Linked DNA regions of Mus musculus: all the other regions are linked to region 1. Evidence: chromatin contacts called from public Hi-C data. All regions are on one chromosome and are shown on one strand. Each heading gives the region's core, a stretch centred on a gene start, on an enhancer-like site or on the middle of the called end of the contact. The rest is flanking DNA. Distances are from core to core; before and after follow the strand shown. Region 1 has its middle 38 kb from the start of Gm41162. Region 2 has its middle 36 kb from the start of 3110083C13Rik. Region 3 holds the start of Fgf9 (fibroblast growth factor 9).

Region 1 (2,771 bases), core at 156-2,655:
CGCCATCACTGGAGAGTAAGGAGAGACCAGGAACACTGTAACCACTCATAGACACCCAGTGCCCCCACATTTTGTCATCAGCGTCTGGAGTGTGTGTCACTGTGTGTTACTTTCAAGGCCCCTCTTTTGTACTTTAAAATAATTCAGTCCTAGATTTTGCTTCTCACAAAAAAATTGTATTGAAGGATTTTCTTTTTAAGAATGTATTTATTTCTTTAAAATATATTGCTGCACTCTGGTCTCAAAAATGGGCAGAAAGTCACTGTCTGCTTGTTTTCTAAAGATCTTAGATTTATGGGGAAAGGTGACAGATTGAACCCAGAGACTGTGTGTGAAGTACAAGGACTGTATATAGTAATCAAGTTCTTTAAGTAGGACTCACAATGTATGAGGAGACCTTGGCTACTCTTATCATAAAAATACCCCAAGGGGGTCACTATGTGTGTGACACCACATGATGATGGTTATACATCATTGCTGTATACCTTAAGTATATGCAATAATGCTTACTAAAAAGAAGTACATTGGATTAAAGGGAAATCCCTCTCATAAAAGCAAGCATCACTGTAAGATTTGTGCAGTGCAATTTAAGCAACAAACTGAAGGAACAGGAGGAGAGAAGTGAGAAGTGGGAAATCACTGATTTAACTTCTAAAGGTCTCTTAGAGTTGTATGTGGTGCTGAAGTGTTTTATATATCCTCATATTTTGAAATGCAATTATTTGCTTGGAGATAACAAGATACCCAGACAAATTTTAATGAATAAAATGTTATTGCCTAAAATAAAGCAAACCACAGACTCTTCTGATTCTGTATTGTAAGCTGCAAAAACAATACTGCAAAGTTTTCTGGAAGCATTTAGATTTAAAATTCAAGGTTTGTCTGCTGCAATATGTGTTTTAAGCAGGAAAAAGCATGATATTCTTAGAGTCTCTTAAGGCTGGAACAAGGTCAAGACTATACATTCTTTCTTGTGGAATGCTGAGTCCTTCTACCACTTGAAAAGAACATTTGCCGCGAAGCATTCGACTGATGTGAAGCATTTTAAATAATTGGTAAAAATAGTTTCCTCTGATGAGCTGTAAATTCTCACACCGCCATGCGGTGGGGCTGGTGGACAAAGGTTGGTTCATGGCTTTTGCTTTTTGGATCGTTGCTATGTGTGAAATGTCAGCTTTTGTAGTTCTTACTAGCTTGTTAAGTCTGATAAATTTCCTGCTTACTTTTATATTTCTATTGAAAAATTCTTGCACTGCATCATAGTAACTTAGTTCTTCAAGAGTTGCAGAGACATATGATGGTAACAACCAAGAAATTACCTCACAAAAAGGCAGCTATGGGACATGGCATCTATAGTGCAACCTTAATGCCTAGGCAGTATCTTTTATTTTTAACAAAGCACACCATTAGTGAGACATAATCCATGCTGTGCTGGTGCATGCTGTTAATTCTAGGACTCAGGAAGCAGAGGCACATGGATCTGTGGGAGTTTGAGGCCAGCCTGTGATGACACAGTGAATTCTAGGACATCTAGAGCAGCAGAGTGGGACCCTGTATCAAAACAAATAAATAAAAGATATTGTACATGAAACACTTTCAGTCTCGATGATATTTAGATGGCAGCTTCTCTGAGAATATGCAGACATATTTATTTTACCCACTTACTTTTCCTCAAAGTCAACAAAGTATTACTTTAAAGCCAGCATGTTTCTAATTTGGAATCAAGAACCATTTGGGACTGGGCTTGTGGAGATTATCAACATTGTTAATGATAACTTATGTAACATTACACCATGTGATAAGAAAATAAAATATATCCATACTGGGTGGGACTGGAACACACACAGTGAGAAATGAGATCTTAATAAAATGAATTTAATTCATGTGTACACCCTCCAATATACTTATAGATGACACAAGTCTATAACAACTTATTAAAATCTTACTCCAGATGCAAATTGAAGAGCTATGAATTCCCAAAAGTTTGTATTATACAGAAAGACTTGGCATTAGATCAGCAACTACCTTAAATTTTCTGATTTAAAATAAAATTTTAAACAACTCATAAGCCAACTTATTATAAGTCAAAAGCCATACAAAATATTTAGATATATTAAAGAGACAGTAGGCCAGGGTGAATTTTTTTTTATCTAGTACAACTATAAATATAAACTAAGGCATATTTTCCTGTGATAAAAACTTATGGTTAGATCCAACTAAATGTTTATCATATAATTATAAACTCATTTTGCCATAGGCTATGAAATTGAGCTTCACATACCATGTGTCTCCAAAAGGAATTAGCTCTCCATGGATTTTCCAGGTATGCCATGTATTCAGGAGAAAGGGCATCAGAAAGGAAAGAAAAGCTAAAGAGAAAAGGACTTGCACTGAAGTTTGCTGAGTTGCTCTTTCTAGGTGTGGCACGCAGGGACATCACAGTATTTCCAGAGGGTGAGCCTTAGTCCTGTGCTAAAGCACACACTTACCTAGGTCTGAAGATCCTTGTAATATATATCTCAATCCATTTATGCAGATGGAGAAGGAAATTGCATCCTACATAAGTTAATAATATCCTTAGAATTCCAACTCGACTTGGTTTCTATTCCTGAAACCACATGTATATAGGCGAAGCAAGCCTTAGGGTGGGGGTGGGGGGTAGGGTGAAGATTGGTGACTGCCACCAATAACAGTAGAAATATTTGTGGTACAAACAAGATGATTTTAGATAAAGCCTGAGCAGTGATAGAAACACAACCATTTATTTTAGC
Region 2 (2,771 bases), core at 142-2,641, 1.0 Mb after region 1:
AGCTCGTTAGAGGTCCTACCCTTTCAACGCCAATTACCCCAGGATAATGACCCAACGTAGAGCACCCTGGGAACTCTTGGGACTTCACACATCCCTCTCTCATTCATGATCTCTGCTGATGACAGCTACAGACATAAATAAACCAGGCCCTCGCATCTCACAGCCAGGTTGGGTGACATGGTCAGTCATGTGAACATGGGGTCATGTTAATTTAAAGACTGAGCATTTTAGCATGTGTCTTAGAGAAAATGCTTACACTCTGTCTGCGTAAGAGGATAGCCCGGCACACTGTTCTGTTGTGCTTTCCCAACCCCCATCCCTATCCCTCTGACGAGGAACAAACTTTGCAGCGAGGCACAGCAAAAATCAATAGTTTCAGAAGTGCTGGTATCTCTACTTTTCCTTTCTTTATGCCTGTACATGTGTGTATACATGCTCAAGTACACATGTATGTTTATCTCTGTTAAAACAGAGTACCTCGCTGAGCCTGGAGCTCACCAGTTCTGCCAGATCAGCCGGCCAGTGAACTGTAGAGATCTTCCCATCTCCACACTGAGATCTCAGACTCATATAGCCCCACCTGGATTTTCTTGTGCACGCTGACAATCTTGTGCACTTGCCCCACCCCCAGGACACCCATTCCTGTCTCCTCACTAAGCCATCCTCCCAGATCCTCTAGTCTCTGCAGAAAACCATACAGAATTGGAAAATTAGCCCACCTGTCCCCTCAGCCCGTGACATATTTATTTAGCAAGAAAAAGTTATGGTGGGAGAGAGTTATGGTGAGGAAAAAAATGGAATTCTCTAGAAAAGCAGAAGAAAAAAAAAGAAACAAGAAAAAAACACTGCTTTGTGTGCCAGTGTACCCGAACCCTGAAGCATCGCAGAGCCCTGTCCTCGGGGCCTGACTTTTGATACTTTAACCCAATGTCATTAAAGTTTCTCCTTTTCTTTGCTCCCTTTTGCCTGGTTCAATATTCTTTTGCAAATTTACACCCCAGTTTTGGGGAGTTTCCACTTGCTTCACCCACTCTTGGCGGCAGTGTACTCACCCCCACCCCACACAGGCCCTCCTCTGGGACAGACAGCCCCTTTCTTACTCCCAAATGCCATCTGAAAAGGAGCCAAGCCACTCAGGTCCCAACTTGTTGCCAGCGAGGTCTCCAAAGCACCGTAATAAGAAAATATACCACACAATTGTTTCTCCAGTTTAAATGAATCAACGAGTTGTTTTCTGTGTTATGTAAATACTCTTTCAAATATGCACAGGCATATTTTTGAGACGATTTCACTGACAGATCTTGTTCATAGTCACTAATGAAGAAGATGTTTTTGCAGATAATCCAAATAGCATCAGGCTCATAAAAGGATACTGTTAGCAGAAACACGGTCCATGTTTTTCTAGTGCCTTAACCTGGCATCCCAAAATCCCAAAAGAAAAAGACGTAACTGTTTGGAACGTCATGGAACCATCAAAACTACATGAAATAAACCCTGAAATGATAAAACAGAAGTCACTCATGTTTAATTTGTGGCAAGATGAAAATACAAATTGCGTTCACGGATAGAAAATATAAACGAGGAATCTAGGCTCCCTCGTGTGGAGAGAGCCGGTACTACCCAACCTAATTTACCCTCTTTGCTGAACCAGTGTCCCAAATCCTGTGAATATATTTAAGGCCATTGTTACTCTAGTGAGTATATACCTTCCTCGACAATACCATAATAATTTCTTTCAGCCTACAGTCAAAAGATCCTTTCTCCAAATATCCTGTTCCTGGCCTAGCTCAGCAGGCCCATCTGCAGGTTACCATTGCAGAAACTTCCTGAAGGGTGATTCCTGATGTCAAGACCACTGTGGGTTGCAGAGATGCTAAGTCAGCTCCCTTAGGACCTGCCCGTTTGGGAAGATGCTAAGGCCATCATAGACTTATTCGCCCACGTCTGATGAATTGATTCTTGCCCTTTTCAACACTACATGAGTGTTAGCTTACAGGAAAGCAGGTCTATGACCACGGTGATCCTCAGAGTGGCCATACTGCTGATCTTACGCCTTGAAGACATGCCAGGCCAAGAACTCCTCCACAGCATTCAGTCCGATGCGGCTGAATTGCTTCCATCTCATCTGAACTTGGTTAAGCTCTCGGTGCTGTGAGGACGATGACCGTCCTTTCAGCTGTGGCATCTTGCAGTTTCTGACACGCGTGGCACGCTTCATAACAAGGTGTCGCCTATGTGTCAATTCTACCCCCACATAAGGCTTGCTAGAAGGAACAACTGAGACAGACACACAGGGATTAATGTGCATATTGGAGCAGCACCTAGCAAGAGGTGGTAAACGCAGATCCTCTTTGCCAGCTGAGCGAACGGGCAGCCCAGCCTCTTAGACGCTGAAAGGCTGTTTGGCGGGTGCATCTTCACCCAAGTTTCAGGAGACATCAAGCTGTTAAAGGCTGATCCACCATGGAACTCCGTGGGAGTCCGTGGTCCTGGAGTCCTAAGGGCTTGCACCTCTCCCCTGCTACCAAGCCATGTTGAGGCTGTTGGTTTGAGGAACACACCTTGAGAGCAGCTGATGCAATGGTTTAATTCTCACCCAGACTACATTCAGAAACCACTGGAAGACGTCTGAAATTTTGGATTTTCCAGAACACACCAAAGGAAGCCAAACTCAGTGAGGGCCTGGCCTCTTCCCCTCCGCCCCGCCCCCTCCCCCCAGGCAGAAGCTTCTGCAGGCAGAGGAGCTTTAACAAGCACAGGCCACGCATGGC
Region 3 (2,771 bases), core at 145-2,644, 1.0 Mb after region 1:
GCCACTCAGGAAACCCACACAAGGCTACACGCTGTGGAAATTAAAAAGCGGAGGTTGGGAACCAACGGATGGAAGAGCCGGCACCCCTAGTGGGATTTCCGCCCCCACTCGGGTCAGTTTCCCCAGGGGCTTCTGCCCCGGATGTTTCGGATCTAAAACACGACTTCAGTGCTTCCCCCAGATCACCCAGCAATCTTTGCCTGAGAGATTTCAGACCAGCCACCGGGAATAAACGACACGCTTAATTTACAATTCAGGCAGAATGCTTATTAGAGGAAAAGGGAAGGGAGAAAAAAAAACTTAATTTGAGCAAGATACCAGCTACCTACAGGAAACTGGATGCAGTTTAAAGTTCTTAGTGGTTAAAGCTTTAAACTAATGGAAATGGGTCCGTTTAAAAAGAAACTTCTTAAACCTTATCGTCTCACATATCAAATGAAAAAACTTGGGCTTTGGGTTATATTCATACTCACACTCACACACCCTCCTTTAAGAAAAATAAAGAAGAAGAAAAAGAAAAGAAGGGCCTTCTGAGGGTGAAGTTGCACCAATGCCAGACGCAGATCTGCAATTCCGGAGGCTTTTTCCCCTCCCTGGGCTGGCAAGATACTCAAAGATGTGGGGGGCAGGGGTTATGAATATGAGAATATAGCCCTTCGAGCATCCCCGCCTAACCACCACCTTTCTGGTAGTTAATAATCTGACCGTGTCAGCGCGTGGACAGTGAGGGGTTAAAGGCATACCTACCGAAGCGGCTGTGGTCTTTCCTGGTTCCCTGGATAGTACCGTTGGGGAAGATCTCTAAATGAAATCCAGTCCTGCAGTACAGCTGCCTCCGCCTGAGAATCCCCTTTAAATGATCCAAGTCCGTGACTGCGGGGCCCCGGGGCAGCCCCCCTGCTTCGGACTGACCCAGGTGGTCACTTAGCAACACCGGACTGTCCACCGGCAACACCGGTACGTTCCCGAACGGTACCGCGTCCTGCACACCGAAATAGCTCCCAACTTCACCTAAGGGAGCCATCAGAGGACTCGGCTTTTAAGCACAAGAATAAACAATAATGATGGTATCAACCAGGAGACACTAGGCGAGGTATATCCAACTCCCCTCCCTTGCCGCAGTTGCAGACAGAGAGGGAAAAAGGGTTCTTTTCTTCAATCCATCCGATGCATAAATAAAAGTAATCGGCTGTTTCTCTGGCACAGGTTCAAGGTCAAACCACTGATAGTCTAAGAAGCCACCACTTTATACTCACACACTGACATTGATCAACACAGCTATGCATCGCTACATATGGAGCCTCGACTCTCAGCAGGCAGAAAGGTCTTCATCCCATCCGACCGTAATAAGGGAAAAAAATCCGTAGTTTCTCCATTTGCTTAGAGATCAGAATGACCATAGCAACGTAAGTGCCTGGGCGATATTACAGGGATTTTTAAGATGCTCGGGCTACGTCAGAATTTACGGATCCTGACTCCAGAAAGGCATGCGCTGTTTTTACTCTCTAACCGACTCTGCAGACATCAGCATGAATCCTTCAAGGGGAAAAAAAAAATCTCACGTTGGCGGCGGCGACAAATCTCTCCTCCCAGTCCCTCCTCCAAAAAATAAAGATAATATAACAAAAAGAAGGGGGAAAAAACTTTCGGCGTCCAAAGCTAGTATCCAGAACGCTGCAGAGGCTCTGCGGAGGTCCAGCGGCTTGCAGTGAGGCGAGCGGCAAGCGGCGGGCGAGGACCGCGTCCCGGAGCTCGCGTGCTGCCCGGGCTGCCGCGAACAGGTGTCGCCGCGCGGGCCGCGCAGCGCCGTGGCCGCGGAGCGCTCCTCCTGCGCAGCCCCCGCCGGCGCGCAGAGTGGCGCAGGCGGCGGCATTGGGCCGGGTTTAAGGTAGCGCGGCGGCCGCCCCGCTCCGCCCGGTCCTAGCGCCCGCCCTGACGCTCGAGCCGCTCTGCCGCAGGCCGGGCACAGGCGGGCAGAGCGCGGGACTTCTCCGGGAGGACGACCTAGGAAACCCGGCTTTAGAGACGCCGGAGACGCGGTGCCAGAGACGGGAAGCAGCAGCCCGAAGACATTCGGCCACAAGAAATCTAGCTTGCTAGAGACGCAGGGTCAGAGGGGAACTGAGAAAGCAGTTTTCGCGCGGACTCTGTAACCTTGCGTCGCATTATAAAATAGACTGGGAGGGAAGGGTTGGTGTAGGGAGCTTGGTTGGACAGGGCAGTTTCTCTTTCATTCTACAGCCAGACTTACAGACGCGCAAACAATATTGCAGGTAAGACAGTTGGGTGTGAGTCAGATTCTTCTCTCTCTCTCTCCCTCTCTCTCACTCTCTCTCTCTCTCTCTCCCTCACACACACACACACACACACACACACACACACACACACACACACACAAAACACACACACTGGTGGGCCCACACTCGGGTTTGTTAAGGGAATTCTGGTTCGCATCTTTGAGTTGTTCGGGTCCTGCCTCCCCCCAGGTTCCCGCGGCTAGGAGCAAAGGGCACCCAGGGCGCCTGAAAACAGCCCCTGTCCTTGAGTTCGACTCACGCCCCAGATCTGAGTGTGCGTCTTCAGGGAGAAGGTTCCAATGAGTTCTCTCTCGCCCCCAAACAAAGCTACTCAGGACGGGCTTTGCCACCTTGAGCTCTACTTTGCCTGGAAGTGAAAGGCTCGAGTTCCAGGGTTGCTCCATGGCCCGAAGCTCTCTGCATAGCCTAAGAGCCAGACAGGAGCCGCCGGCTGGGCACGGGCGCTGTTCGCTG

The links. Hi-C and Micro-C count contacts between places; a contact is called where the count stands out from the background.
Region 2: a Hi-C map of cerebellar granule neurons shows a contact between it and region 1, with 4 times the contacts expected there. The contact joins two enhancer-like sites. A contact is called at or near these places in 2 of 39 promoter capture datasets (the 3T3-L1 cell line and hippocampal neurons), 3 of 15 datasets of contacts at CTCF or cohesin (large pre-B cells, pro-B cells and stem cell-derived epiblast-like cells), 53 of 484 Hi-C or Micro-C datasets (3T3-L1-derived adipocytes, the C2C12 cell line, the CH12 cell line and 29 more) and 3 of 115 datasets of contacts at active chromatin or transcription factors (astrocytes, embryonic fibroblasts and embryonic forebrain).
Region 3: a contact with region 1 is called in a Hi-C map of cerebellar granule neurons, with 2.9 times the contacts expected there. The contact joins the promoter of Fgf9 here to the enhancer-like site in region 1. A contact is called at or near these places in 8 of 39 promoter capture datasets (the 3T3-L1 cell line, 3T3-L1-derived adipocytes, cancer-associated fibroblasts and 4 more), 5 of 484 Hi-C or Micro-C datasets (cerebellar granule neurons, cortical neurons, embryonic fibroblasts and 1 more), 18 of 115 datasets of contacts at active chromatin or transcription factors (SST interneurons, VIP interneurons, cardiomyocytes and 12 more) and 2 of 9 other capture datasets (embryonic stem cells and liver).

What each region holds. Positions count from the first base shown.
Region 1 is chr14:59,082,950-59,085,720 of GRCm38.p6, reverse strand. No RefSeq gene overlaps it. Among named protein-coding and RNA genes, the nearest start is that of Gm41162, 38 kb to the right of the region's middle. Within about 2 kb of position 1,405, at least 6 of the 459 cell types and tissues checked have an H3K27ac peak or open chromatin away from gene starts, as enhancers often do. A contact at or near this core is called in cerebellar granule neurons, where this site is marked.
Region 2 is chr14:58,033,616-58,036,386 of GRCm38.p6, reverse strand. No RefSeq gene overlaps it. Among named protein-coding and RNA genes, the nearest start is that of 3110083C13Rik, 36 kb to the right of the region's middle. Within about 2 kb of position 1,391, at least 2 of the 459 cell types and tissues checked have an H3K27ac peak or open chromatin away from gene starts, as enhancers often do. A contact at or near this core is called in cerebellar granule neurons, where this site is marked.
Region 3 is chr14:58,071,309-58,074,079 of GRCm38.p6, reverse strand. It overlaps Fgf9 (fibroblast growth factor 9), which reads right to left and starts at 1,394. Exons shown (of 3, transcript NM_013518.4): 1 at 748-1,394. The coding sequence starts at 1,024.